Linked DNA regions of Sus scrofa: regions 2 and 3 are each linked to region 1. Evidence: chromatin contacts called from public HiChIP or PLAC-seq data. All regions are on one chromosome and are shown on one strand. The core of a region is the stretch at or near the end of the contact, and the rest is flanking DNA. Distances in the headings are between cores, read along the strand shown. Region 1 holds the start of FAM208A (protein TASOR). Region 2 holds the start of HESX1 (homeobox expressed in ES cells 1). Region 3 holds the start of ARF4 (ADP ribosylation factor 4).

Evidence for each region. HiChIP or PLAC-seq counts read pairs in DNA pulled down with a chosen protein or histone mark.
Region 2: an H3K27ac HiChIP or PLAC-seq map of alveolar macrophages shows a contact between it and region 1. The contact joins the promoter of HESX1 here to the promoter of FAM208A in region 1. A contact is called at or near these places in 2 of 5 promoter capture datasets (fetal liver and liver), 7 of 47 Hi-C or Micro-C datasets (epiblast stem cells, heart right ventricle, liver and 2 more) and 2 of 2 datasets of contacts at active chromatin or transcription factors (alveolar macrophages and skeletal muscle).
Region 3: an H3K27ac HiChIP or PLAC-seq map of alveolar macrophages shows a contact between it and region 1. The contact joins the promoter of ARF4 here to the promoter of FAM208A in region 1. A contact is called at or near these places in 1 of 5 promoter capture datasets (liver) and 1 of 2 datasets of contacts at active chromatin or transcription factors (alveolar macrophages).

The regions. Positions count from the first base shown.
Region 1 is chr13:38,554,977-38,559,531 of Sscrofa11.1, reverse strand. It overlaps FAM208A (protein TASOR), which reads left to right and starts at 2,276. Exons shown (of 24, transcript XM_003358482.4): 1 at 2,276-2,902. The coding sequence starts at 2,290.
Region 2 is chr13:39,086,746-39,090,753 of Sscrofa11.1, reverse strand. It overlaps HESX1 (homeobox expressed in ES cells 1), which reads left to right and starts at 1,828. Exons shown (of 6, transcript XM_021069007.1): 1 at 1,828-1,909; 2 at 3,100-3,212. It overlaps APPL1 (adaptor protein, phosphotyrosine interaction, PH domain and leucine zipper containing 1), which reads right to left and starts at 1,597. Exons shown (of 22, transcript NM_001134966.1): 1 at 1,544-1,597. The coding sequence starts at 1,597.
Region 3 is chr13:39,427,882-39,431,993 of Sscrofa11.1, reverse strand. It overlaps ARF4 (ADP ribosylation factor 4), which reads left to right and starts at 1,817. Exons shown (of 6, transcript NM_001048072.2): 1 at 1,817-2,224. The coding sequence starts at 2,158.

The DNA of each region.
Region 1 (4,555 bases), core at 1,027-3,526:
TAAATAACCCCTTTGTCTCGGTTTCCATATATGTAAAATATGGATAGCATTAGTATTTTTTGTGGAGATTAACGAGACAATACACATAACACTCTCTCTCTTTTTTTTTTTTTTGTCTTTTCTAGGGCCACACCCACAGCATATGGAGGTTCCCAGGCTAGGGGTCTAATTCGAGCTGTAGCCACCGGCCTACACCACAGCCACAGCAACACAGGATCTGAGCCTCATCTGTGACCTACACCACAGCTTATGGCAATGCCGGATCCATAACCCACTGAGCGAGGCCAGGGATTGAGCCCGAAACCTCATGGTTCCTAGTCGGATTTGCTAACCACTGTGCCACTACGGGAATCATACAGTATTTTAAAATGTGTTTTTATATTAACTATTTACTAAAAGGAAATATTGTTTTATAATTATTTTCCTATAATTTACTGAGGTGATTTGAATAGGTTAAGCAAATCATGATTAGCTTTTCCATATTAACTGTTAAAACAGCAATTATATTTATCACAGGACATTATAATCCAACTCTGCTATTGTCCTTGGGAATGCTCTTTAAGTATCAGCCACGTGGCAAGGCATAGAGTTTTATTATAATTATAGGCTTGGTCAGCCAATGCCTTGGGAGACAGCTGGAGTTTGAGAATAGTGGTCTGGGCCCCAATCCTGATTCTTCTGCTTGGAGACTGAGCAAAATATCAATCCTCATTTCACCATCCATAAAATGCTTAAAGGTGCAGAGCTGTTGTGAAGATTGTTCTTAGAAAAGAAGTAGGAAAAAATAATAAAATAGGAGTTCCCGTCGTGGTGCAGCAGAAACAAATCTGACTAGGAACCATGAGGTTGCAGGTTCAATCTCTGGCCTCACTCAGTGGGTTAAGGATCCGGCATTGCCATGAGCTGTGGTGTAGGTTGCAGACGTGGCTCAGATCTGGTGTTGCTCTGGCTGTGGTGTAGGCCAGCAGCTGTAGTTCCAATTAGACCCCTAGCCTGGGAACCTCCATATGCCTCAGGTGTGGCCCTAAAAGGATAAAAGACAAAAAAAAGAAAGAGAGGAATGGAGGGAAAGTACTTTATTTGGAGTTAAATAGATCTGGCCTCAAATTATGATTTTGTTAATTTGTTCAACTCTTGCAACACTTTTTATTTATTTTTTATTTTTACAATATTGTGTTAGTTTCAGGTGTACAGCTTCCCATTCTTTTCCATTATAGGTTATTACCAGATACTGAATGTAGTTCCATGTGCTATGCGGTAAATCCTTGTTTATGCATAGTACTGTGCATCTGTTAATCCCATTCTCCTAATTGCAATACTTATTTTAAGTTGTGCATGATAGTATCTCCCTAATATGTTGTTGTGAGGATTAAATATACGTAATATATGTGAATTGCTTTGTGGGGTGATTAGCATGTAGAAAGAACCCAAGATATACTGTATTCACTGTAAACCAAATAAATAGTAGTTTCAACCCAATTAGCATAAGCTATTTAAAGGTCTTTTACTCGACTGTGAAGAGAAAGCGATCACCTGCTGTGGGTTTTTTTTTTTTTCCGCGTGTTTTTTTAACGTGGCGGCAAACGATTATATTTTTTAGTATACACTATGAGAAAACTGAAACACGAAATCTAAGAGCCAGCAGCACTTCTTTCCTCAAGCTCTGCAGAACCAAATCCTGTTAACATTCAGCTGTGGAAGTCTTATCAAAGGATCCGAGGTATTGACCCTTGCTGGAGGCGTGCCACAGGTTACAACCTAGTAAGATAAAAGGGGGGGGGGACAGGTGGGAGTAATCTGTTGTAAAGATGCAAAATCCGGTAGAACGGCAGGTAGGTGAAGCAGGCCCCCCCGAGGCTTTCAGGCTCTTATCGCTGCAGCCCACTTGCTTATCATTACTCCAGGCCTTTATATGCACGCAAATATTTCACAAAGCCGGGATCGTCCCACAACCATTGCCTCTATTCTCTTTTGGCCAAAGTAAATCCTGCGCGGAGAAACGGGGTAATCTTGCCCAGAAAAAGGCGAAGCCTGCGTCCCCAGGACCTGGCTCTGCGCGCCTCCTTCGCCCTCGCCCTCGCCGGCGGCGCTGGCCAAGCACTGTCCGGGATCGTTCAGCTAGCCGGGAGGCCCATCCACCCCGCAGCGCGCCGGGGCGTCGAGGTACTCTCTGGGCGTTGCGGTTGCCCCTTTTGGCGGGCTCGAGCTTCCTGAGGCTCCGCCCCTGGGCGCCGTCCATCCGCACCCGCGGAGGCGGGCGCCGCGCCCCCATTGGCTGAGGGTTCCGCGATGTCCCCGCCCCCTCCCGGCCCCGACGCCAGCACGTTGAGTGGCGGGGGCCGGCCAAAGAACTGCCCGAGAGAGGAGCGGCTCCGGGGTTTGGGCGGCACGGTTGGGGCGCCCGCTTCGGGGCCCCTGAGAGGCTGCTGGCCCGGGATTGCGGCCCGCGGCCACGGGGGGAAGGGGGTGGGTGGGCTGAGAGCAGCTCGGCGGCGAGGCCGGCCCGCCGCCCCTTCCCCCCACCCCCGTCGACCTTGTCGACAGAAGGTTCCCGGAGCTCCTCACGCCGGCGGGATGGCGACTGCAGCGGAGGCGGAGGCCTCTCCGCCGACGGACGCGAGCTGGGAAAGTGGTGGCGGCGGCGGAGACGACGAGATGAAGCAGGCGCTTCCGGAGCTTGAGTCCACCCCACAAAATGGCGGCGGCGTCAGCATCGCGGAGCCCGGCGGCGGCACCGGGCCTGAGGAGAGCGCGGCTGCTGAGGCCGCCCCGAGCCTCTGCCACGAGCAGCCTCAGGACTCCTCTGAGGCGGGCGCGGCCGCTCTGCCCAAAGGCCCCGAAGAGCCCGAAAGACCTGTTAGGAGGAGTTTTCAGATCCCCAGGAAGAGCAGAGAAAAGAAAGGTGGTGCTTCCCCTCTTCCCCAACCCCTCTCTCTCTCCCCTCCATCTTTTCATTAGAACCTCTCTGTTTCCTTCCCACACCCATCCGAGACACGTAAACACGCATGCAGCGCCGGCCGCCTCTCCCCTCACTGCCACGGCCGCCCAGCAGCTGCGCTTTGGTGCGAGACGAAAGCGGTGGAAACCACGCTCTCCTGCTTCCCCCCTCCCGGTGGAAGTTGGAAGTAGTTCAGGTTTGAAGCGTGTCTATAAGGCTGCAGCTCCCAGAGAGGAAAGATGGTGCTCGGCGCCCCTCCCTCCCAGCCCCTGAAGGCAGAGAAGCCGATGTGTCCTCCTAAGGATGCTTCTGAGAAGTCTCACGGTGGAAATTACCCGTGGCCGTGGAATCTGGGGCTTACTCCAAGGCCACTGCGTTGAGAGGACCACAAGTGCTTCTCCCTGTGGAAATTCTTCAGCTATCTGTCTACTTGAAATTTGCTCGATGTCAGCGTCTTCTCTTGTTTAGAAATCTCCGTTAGATGTGATTCATGCAACACTTATTTTCCATCACACTTCATTTCCATGTAGATTTTTTTTTCTCATTTTTGAGGCGTTAGGGCTTTCTAAATCCAAACTTTAGTATGTTTTTTCTCGAATTTGAGAAAATTGGGAAGGTAGGTAGGTTCTTGGTGCAGTAATTTCCCTCTGGAAAAAAAATAGAGGTTAGCTTATGCCCAAGATTCACCAATTTGATTTTGCAGATGAGAGAACTTAAAAAAAATTTAAAGTCCAGTCTAGTTTTTGGAACCAATGTGGGAAGAGTTACATGAAGTACGTTACCATTTTAAAACTTAATGCCGTATTATGACCCATTTTTTAATGGAAGAAACGACCGTTTTCTGTTAATCGGAATACAATTTTTGATTATCCAGTGATTTGGGATGCTCAGGATTTGGTCAATTTAAAGCTTTTTGTTTTAGAGTTTGGCTCCGTTTTTCATGATTTACTTTGAAAAGTAATAGGAATTTCTTATTTGCAGAAAACGTAATTTGTGCTTTCAATCTTGATAAAGAGTATCTTGAATGAAGCATGTGCTTCCTCTTTCCATGTGCATTACCAGTTCCATTTGCACAACTGAAATTGTTAGCCTTTGTCAGATACACATAAATTCAGATTGTTAATTCTATTTGGATTAACAAAACCAAGGAAATCGCTGGTGTGCGAAACCTTGTTGACAAAGATGAGGTTACTTTTTGTCCGTTAGCATGAGGAATGTTTCTAGAAATATCTTTTAAGTGAGGTAATGTAAAACATTTTAGGGTTCAAGAGGATTCTTGTAAAGGTCGAAGTTATCCATTCTTTTGGTTTATTTAAGATGTATGGTGTAGCCTAAGAGAGGATAGTTAAATCTTAAGCCTAATTTATCAAGTGGTGGAGAATAGATTGGAAATATATTCAGGTGGGCTCTGGTTATAGGGTCACAGTAGGAGGCTGAACATTTTTCATTTTTTTTTTTTCGACTTGATAATAGTTTTGAAGCCCGTTTTTTTAGGGATTTAAGTAAAGCATAAAAGCATGATGTCCTCCTTTTTAACTCTTGATAGGACTAGAAAATTGGTCTAAAAACTCTCCTCATGGTTTGGTTTGATATGAGGGAGGACTCTAGGAAATGTTG
Region 2 (4,008 bases), core at 579-3,078, 530 kb before region 1:
AATATGGCACATGCTTATAAAAGAAGGAAAACACTTAATGCTCAAATTGTAAACTAATTGTGTGAAGAGTTCAAGAAATTAGATGAGTCAAGAGATTACACCCTCCTAAGTCATGGCTAGGGCACTGTGCAACCCATTCTGAGTAGTCTGTAGTCTTTATGAGCTATAAAAACCAGGCCAGGTAAGAGAAAAAAGGCAAGGCAACCTGTTGAGTCTTATAAAATAAAATGACAAAGTGCACCTGACCAATACATCCCATAAAATTTCTGCTAAACATTTGAAACAAATGTAGCTTATAACTTTATACTACAGAAATCATGAAGCATTTGAACCATCTATTCTGGAAGTCAAGAAGTGGGTTTCTCTCTGTCAACATAGGCGGATAAGAGTACATTACCAGCAGTCAACTGGTCTGTGAAGATAACTTTCGCTGTGAAAAAAACAAATCAATTCCACAATCAGAACCCAACTTCAACTTGGCAATCAAAACTAGCACAATATCCATGGCAGACGTATCATACAGGAAAAGGGGGATCTAGTCCCTTCCTCCCCTTCTTTTCGAGTCCTATTAAACTGTCAAAGACTCGAGAAATATGTGCAACTGCAGTTCTAAGGGAACAACATTTCAGAAAATTTTCTTCATTCTAAGTGGTAGCCAAACAGCAACATCATCTTAAACCCCTACTGTGTAAGAGACAGGCCTAGCGATAAGTTTCTCAATGCAAGTTACAGGCCCCACCAACATAACATGTTTTTACTATAGCTGATTTCATTCTTCAGTACCGAAAACATTAAGTAATGGTTATGTTTTCCTAGATTATTTTAAACTACAGCAACCGCACTAGCATCATCCCCAAAGCACAAAACACAGGGCTTTTATTTTGATGAGTTGATTAGGGCCAAGTCTGCAACGAGGGCGCAGCAGTGGTGGAGCCTCAAAGGCGCCGTCCATCACTCGGCGTGCACAGCCCGAGTGACAGCGGCTACACTCACCGCCAAGACACGGCCACGGGAGGCTCTGGGACCCGTGACCGGCTTTGCCCTCTCCACACCGGCAAATCAAGAGTCTTTCAGCATCTCCCCAAGAAAAACTATCCATTTCCTCCCCTAGCTTGGTCAGAAACCATGAAGTCTACAGGGTCTTTTCTGCATTTTCTCCGAGGAGGTTTTCGGGGGAAAATACCAGTATTGAGATTTATCACCTCACAAGACGGCGACAAAAAAGCACCTTCTGTCAAATACAAGGGAGCCCCGAGGGCGTACGTGACCGCCGGGCCCACGAGCCAAGGCGACGGCGGCTCAGTCGCTGCCCGCGGACGTCCCAGACCCCGCGCGCGGCTCTCGGCTTAGGGGCGCAGGCCGAGACGGGCCTCGGGAGGACGGCTCTGGCTCGGCGGCTCCGGGCGCGGCCCGCGACCAGCGGGAACACTGGGGGACGGCGCCCACCTGGACCAGGGCGGGCACCTGCGGCCGCGTAGACGCCAGGCCTGGGGTCGGCCGGCCCCGCTCCTTCCCTCGCCGCCCGCCGCTGCCCGCGCCTTACCTGCGGGCTGTCCTCCAGCGTCTCTTCGATGGGCAGCTTGTCGATCCCCGGCATCGTGGCGGAGGGAGGGAGGGAGGGAGGGCGGCGGCAGGAGACGCGGCGACCGCCCACAGCTCCCTACGCCCGCCTGCCTTCAGCAGCTGACCCCGACCCGCCCTCTCTAGCTGGCTCTGCCGCCCTCGCCTGGCGCCCAGAGGCCTCGCGGCGGTGAGGGAAATCCCGCCCCCTTGGACTGCCTGCCCCACCTCCCCACTCGCTTATTGGTTCGCGGCGATGTCGGTCAGCGTGGGGGGTTGGAGGGAGGCTCCCCCGCGTTGAGCTCTGCGCAGATCACGGGCCTAGGAGACAGTGGAGTCGGTGGAGGCGGTAAAGGCGGCGCTGAGGGGTCGAAAGCGGAGCAGCTTGCACACCTCGAGCACCTACCCTGGCTGCTCGCGTAGGGGTGTGAAGTGTAGTAGACAGTCTTCCCCGTGCGTCCCTAGGAACCTAGAGTGAGGACCACAGTCGGGAACCTAGGGCAGTTTTACGTATCCCCCACCATTTTTCATCAGAGACCATGAAGGAGGCCTCACTGCCGGCGCCTTCTTTAGTTTCCTTAAATTATAATTTTACAAACCCTGCCCCAAGCTTCCAGTCTCCCTTCTCCAACAAAATGGTGCTGGCTAACTCAGATGTCTGGGAGATCTGAAGTTGTGTCAACCTGACTTCCCGGTAATTCTTGGACAGTAGAAAAGATTTTTTTTCTGGGCACTTGGGTATCAGTATTTTCAGTTAAGAGCACGCCTTTGTTGCTAGTTCATCGGTTCTTACCTGGCCTTGAGAGGCTGACACGCCGCAATTCAGACTTTATTTATTTACTTTTTTAATCACAAATGAAGGCATCTCTTGAAAATCAAGGTACACTGGTTTATTATGTTAATAACTGATTCGCATTTCTGTTAAAGTTTTGGAAGAATCTTTAGATCGCTTCTTCAGCCTCTAATTTTTTTAAAGGAGAGAAAAGTGAAGCTCCACTCTAGAACTTGATCTGTATTAGATCTGCCTCTTTATCATTTTTCCCAACCTCACACTGCCTTGTTTGTTCTTCTGTAGGGTTATAAGAAGCCATACAGATTCTTTTAGAAAAATCATTATACAGAGAGAATGGCAAAATCATTAGTGTCTTGTAAATATCTAGCCATTCATCCCACCAATCCATTCCATTTTCATTCAAGAAATATAAAAACTATTGAATAAAGATTAGTTACCTGGTTCCACAAATAAATTAGAACAAATCCAGATAAACGAACAAATCCAAACACAGTAACCAGATTGGAAGTTAAGCAGTTTTAAACTAAAATGTCCCACAATCTCATGATAGAAAAATAAAATCGGGTTTTAAATATTTACCAGGAAGTCTTGCAGTATGGTTTCACAGAGTTATCCTTAGTGTTACAAGCTTTCAATAAGGACTCTCCTTTTACATTTTTTTATCCACTAGTCACCCTCTAGAATAGATGATTAGTTTCTGAAAAGTGGTTTGCTGTCAGTTCTTACACGGTGTTATTGGTTCCCAGCTGCTTGGATATACCCAGCATCGTACCGATCTCAGCAACACAACTCTGCCCTTTGACATTTCTCCTCAGCACAGTGGCATGCATCCTGACTGTAAAGAAGGAAGACTTTGAAGGTAAGAAACATTCTTGGGTGAACTGTGATTAGATTATAAAAGAAGGAGAAGAAAGCTAGTTGCCGTTGATAAGAATCAGGAATAAGTGACAAGTGAAAACAAAGTGTAAGAAAGAAGAGTAGTTATATGGTATAACTGAAGGGGTTTGGCCAGTTAGCTTGGCCAAACCAAATAATTCCAATGAAAAAATTCTCTTAGGTATCTGAATTATCTGGGTGGGGTATTATCACAAAGTTAAATGGTTTCTTGCTTTGTATGTTCCATGCATCTAAGCTGTATCTTTGTAAAGGCTTCTCAGGAGGCCCTTAAATTATCTGGTGGCAAGGAATTCTTGCCAGGCTCAGCTGGTTAAAAAACACAACAAACAAAAACAAATTGACATACAGTTGGTTGGAGAGGCAGTTTAGTCAAATTATAAAGCTAGAAAGGATCTTAAAAGGCTTTCTGTTTGGATCCTCTAGCTTTATGCTACTGTTCACTCTGCTCATCCGGAAAGATGATTATATTTCCTGTTGTAAAACTTCCCTAAAGCTATGGAATTACAGTCTCCTTTGATAACCAATTTAATTTTAATCAGCCTAAGTTCTGTACAATTGACCAAACTCAGTTCCTTTTACACAGGAAATGAGGCTTGTTCAGAGAATGCCTCCAGGCTTACTGGAGACTCATGTGTGGGTAGCATAGTAAAAACTTTGGCCAGCTGGTTAATTTTATGGATGGCAAGGCAGGATTAAACAACATTCACCAAAGAATTCTTTGAGACATTTCACACATATAATTTACAACAAAAGGACAT
Region 3 (4,112 bases), core at 568-3,067, 870 kb before region 1:
ACAAGGATTAAATCTGAGCCATAGCTGTGGAACTATGCAGTGACCTGAGCTGCTACAGTCAGATTCTTAACCCACTGCACCACAGCAGGAACTCCAAAATAAAGCTGTCTTTTGACTACCACTTCCAAACTAGGTTCCCTCACTCTCTGGGAAGGTGCCCTCCTCCCTCCACATAGGCTAGACAGTTACACCACTATCATTATTACAGACTCTCCTTCAAAGCTCTTGTTCTGCATTTACACACACACACACACACACACACACACACACACACGGAAAATCTACATTTTTACCTTTCCTTACAGTACTTAGTCATTATTTGGCCTTTTTCAGTAAATGTATCTTAGCGATCTTTTCATTAGATTTACAGTTCTACATCATCCTAAACTCCTGAGAATACTGCACAGTATGGAGATACTACAGTTTGTTTATCTATCCCACCATCATTCAACCATATTTGAGAGTCATGGTGTGCCAAGTCCATTGCAAACAACACAGAAAAACAAACTAGAGTTTGGCCCGTTTACCGTTTTCACACAAGGGGGTAAAGGGAAGAGGGTTGTCAACAGTAATATTGAATGCGAAATCCTAACTATGAAGAGTGGTTATGATTTTTTAAAGCCTGAGTAATTTATCTAGTTGGAAGCTCAAGAATGTATTTTCCAACGCAGTTAAACTCTAACCAGATCTAAATGGTTGGTGAGGAGGTCCCACTGTGGCACAATGGGATCTGATCCCTGGCCTGGTAACTCCATATGCCTGCTTAGGCCAGCCAAAAAATTACAAAATAATAATAATAATGATAAAAAAAAAGATAGGGAGCATGACTTAATACTAAACGGCACCAACAGTATAGAAGAAACCCATAGGAGGTGGGGAGGTTGCTCTTTTATACATCTTTTTTTGCAAATTGTATACCTTACTTTGGAAAACATTAAGATCTTTTTTTTTTTTCTTTTTTTTTATTTGGAGGGCTGCACGCACAGCATATGCAACTTCCCAGGCTAGGGGTGGAAATGGGAGCTGCAGCCGCGAGCCTCAGCCACAGCCACAGCAACGAACGCTGCAGCTCATGGCAACGCCAGACCACTGAGCAAGGCCAGGGATCCAACCTACATCCTCATGGATACTACCTGAGCTCGTTACAGCTGAGCCACAATGGGAACTTCTAAGATCATAAATATTTTTGAACTGAGGAGTCTTTCCACTTCCTCAACATAAGGGATAAATCTTCCATGCTTGTTCTAGGAAAGATTAAAAAAAAAAAAAGCAAGCCCTTCAAATTGGCTCCTCTTTAAAAGCTGCAATAGTCTACAAAAAAGTCTCGGAGCTCTCCTCTAGACATAGGATTAGGATTAGGTAGCGTCAGTGGGACCTGGCGGCAGGCTTTTAACAACTTATCTTCTGGGAAAACTGGGCCTGTCTTCACTCCTCCATTAGGGCAAGTGTCTGGTCCCGTGGGTGAAATATGTACCTCCGTGGCACCAGGAAATCTTTAGCGCGTTGCGTAGAAAAAGACGCCCAAAGGGCGAAAAGAACGGAGGCTTACTACCTAACCCACAATGCACAGCTCGCCTTTCCGGAATCAAGGAATACAACTTCCAGGATGCATTTCTCTAAACAGAAACGTCTCTCCTCGAGTCTGATTGGAAGTGACGAAGCGAGGCATTGTGGGATTGTATTTGTCGCCCAGTACACAGTGGCTCACAGGCCTCGCCTAGATCCAGGAGCCACGTCCGGGGGCTGACGCTGGCCAGAGGCGCACGTCAGCGAAGACGGCCAATCCCTTTCGTGCGCAGGCGCAGTGGTTCGGGTAGCACCGGAAGCGCAGGGGGATGGGGCGGCGGTGACGCGATTCTGTCCGCGTTGGAGGGGCCGGGCCGCTGCCGAAGTCGCCGCGGCTGCCGCGTGACGTGGCACAGGCGAAGATTTAACGCCAGAGCCGGAGCTGCCCCGCCAGTCGTCGAGCAGGTCCTTGCCCCGCTAATTTCTGTCCCGGGGCTTCGTCCGACACGCCGGCTAGCGAGCTGTCCCTGCCGCGCTCTTTCTGCCTTAGCTCCTCTTCGCCCTCTGACTTTGCCAGGAGCGTGAAAGGAGAAGGCCCGGGGACGCCCCAAGCCCCTTCTGCTCCTGCCCATTGCAAGTGCCATTACCGCCATGGGCCTCACCATCTCCTCCCTCTTCTCCCGCCTCTTCGGCAAGAAGCAGATGCGCATTTTGATGGGTGAGTTAGGGCCTGAGGGATGAGGCCAGGCCTCGGTGGGGCGGCCGGGTCTCTACGCTCTGGGCGGCCTTGGGGCCTGTTTTTTTCTCCCCGTCTGCTGTAGTGGGGGAGGGGTGGGGGTCGGGAAGAATTCTTAAGGGGGAACAATGGGGCGAAGGATGGGCGGTCGCCCCATCTGTCGGGGAGGCTGGAAAGGGGCCGCGGGCAAGGTTTCCTCCTGGGTTTAGTTTTCTCTCGATCCTACTGAAAGCCCGACGGAATTGGGCGGAGATGTGAGGTTAGCGAACTGTCGAATCTCGCAGAGCCCGGAAGATATTGGCGCGGCCCATTCTGAGAATGCGATCTGATTCTGCTCTTCCCCGGGTGTGGGCAGCAGTTTAGCCTTCCTCCTCCCTCTTTCTGCCCCGTGTACACACTTTTCACCCTCCTTTGGTATGTGAGCGAGCGGTCGCCCGGAGCCGGCCGGTGCAGGAAGTGACCAGCCCCAGTACAGTGGCAGGCGAGCGAACACCCAAGGTTTTAGTAGAGTCCGGAGTCCTCTGCGCTCTCTTCGCTAAACTTTGCTTCGCTCTGGATTCTGCTTCACGTTTTTTTGTTTTTGTTTTTGTTTTTTGTTTTTTTCCTATTAATGTTCCTGAAAATTGAGTTTATCATGAATGTTTCTTTTAGCCACGCTCTTTGGTTTACTCTCTTTGATTTTCAGACCACGTAATTTTTGTCCAGCTGGTGAAGATTTAATGGAAAATAAATTAGAAACTAAATTCTTTTAAAGTGCTAACACATTTTCAGTAAGTGAACATAATGACGCTTAATTTTAGGGTCGCCTTGTTAAAGAGTAATTACGAAGGTGTTTTAAAAAATTCTTAGGGAAAACGGGCTTTTTAAAAATTGCTTTTTAGGGTCCGATTTTTGCTCTGCTGAGGGAGAAGGGACTTGTTAGTCGAGTGATGTAAGCAACGTCTTCCCCATAGTACTATGAGTAGTCTCTACATCACCGCTAAGCTTTTTGCACCTGAATAATGCTATAAGGCGCCCCTCTAACTTGTAACATTGAAATCTGTTGGTTTATTAGATTGTTTTCTAGAGAAGTTGGGAGGTTTTACTTGAAAGTTTTCCAAAGCAAAATTCCGTAATATTTCAAGGTATTTGAAGATTGAGGGTATGCACATTTGGTTCTTTTTTCACTTTCCTCTTATTCCTGCTTCAAAATCCATAAAACAAATGTTGATGATTCACTCACAAAGATTAATTCAAAATGTTTACTCTCTCATAGTTTGTCAGACTTCATTTATGAAAATGACAATTATTTTAGGAATGCAAGCATATTATTTAAGCTTTAAAAGTAATTGAAAATTGACAGTTTAAAAAAGGCTCTGAAGTCAGTGGGAGAACTTTGAACTGTGATAAATGAATTTCCAGCCTGTTCTGTTCGTGGAGTTGTAGTGCGTTGTATTTGAAATGTAGTATGTAATATTTTACTTAAGATTTATTGTAAATAAATTGCTGTTTTTCATTGTCTTAGTCTTTTGTGATGGCTGCAAGTTTCAGAGGGAGAAGAAAGGTAGAATAATGCTATAAACATTTTCCTATGTTTACTATATTAGGGGAGCATTTCTCCCCCTTACCCCCAGAAATAATGATTGAAAGAAAATGGAACAAGGAAAGTATTTAATTTTGTGCATTTGTGCAGGGAATAGAAATTATGATTTGAAATTATTCGTTCATATTAAATGTTATATTACTCAGGTTTGCCATTCTTGTTTTGCACTTGAATTTGGGATAATTAGATTTCCTTGATTAAAAATGTAATAGTCACAAGGTCAACTTTTATGAACTCATCAAGTGCGGTATAACTGAATGGGGGATATGTATATGGATAGTGAAATAA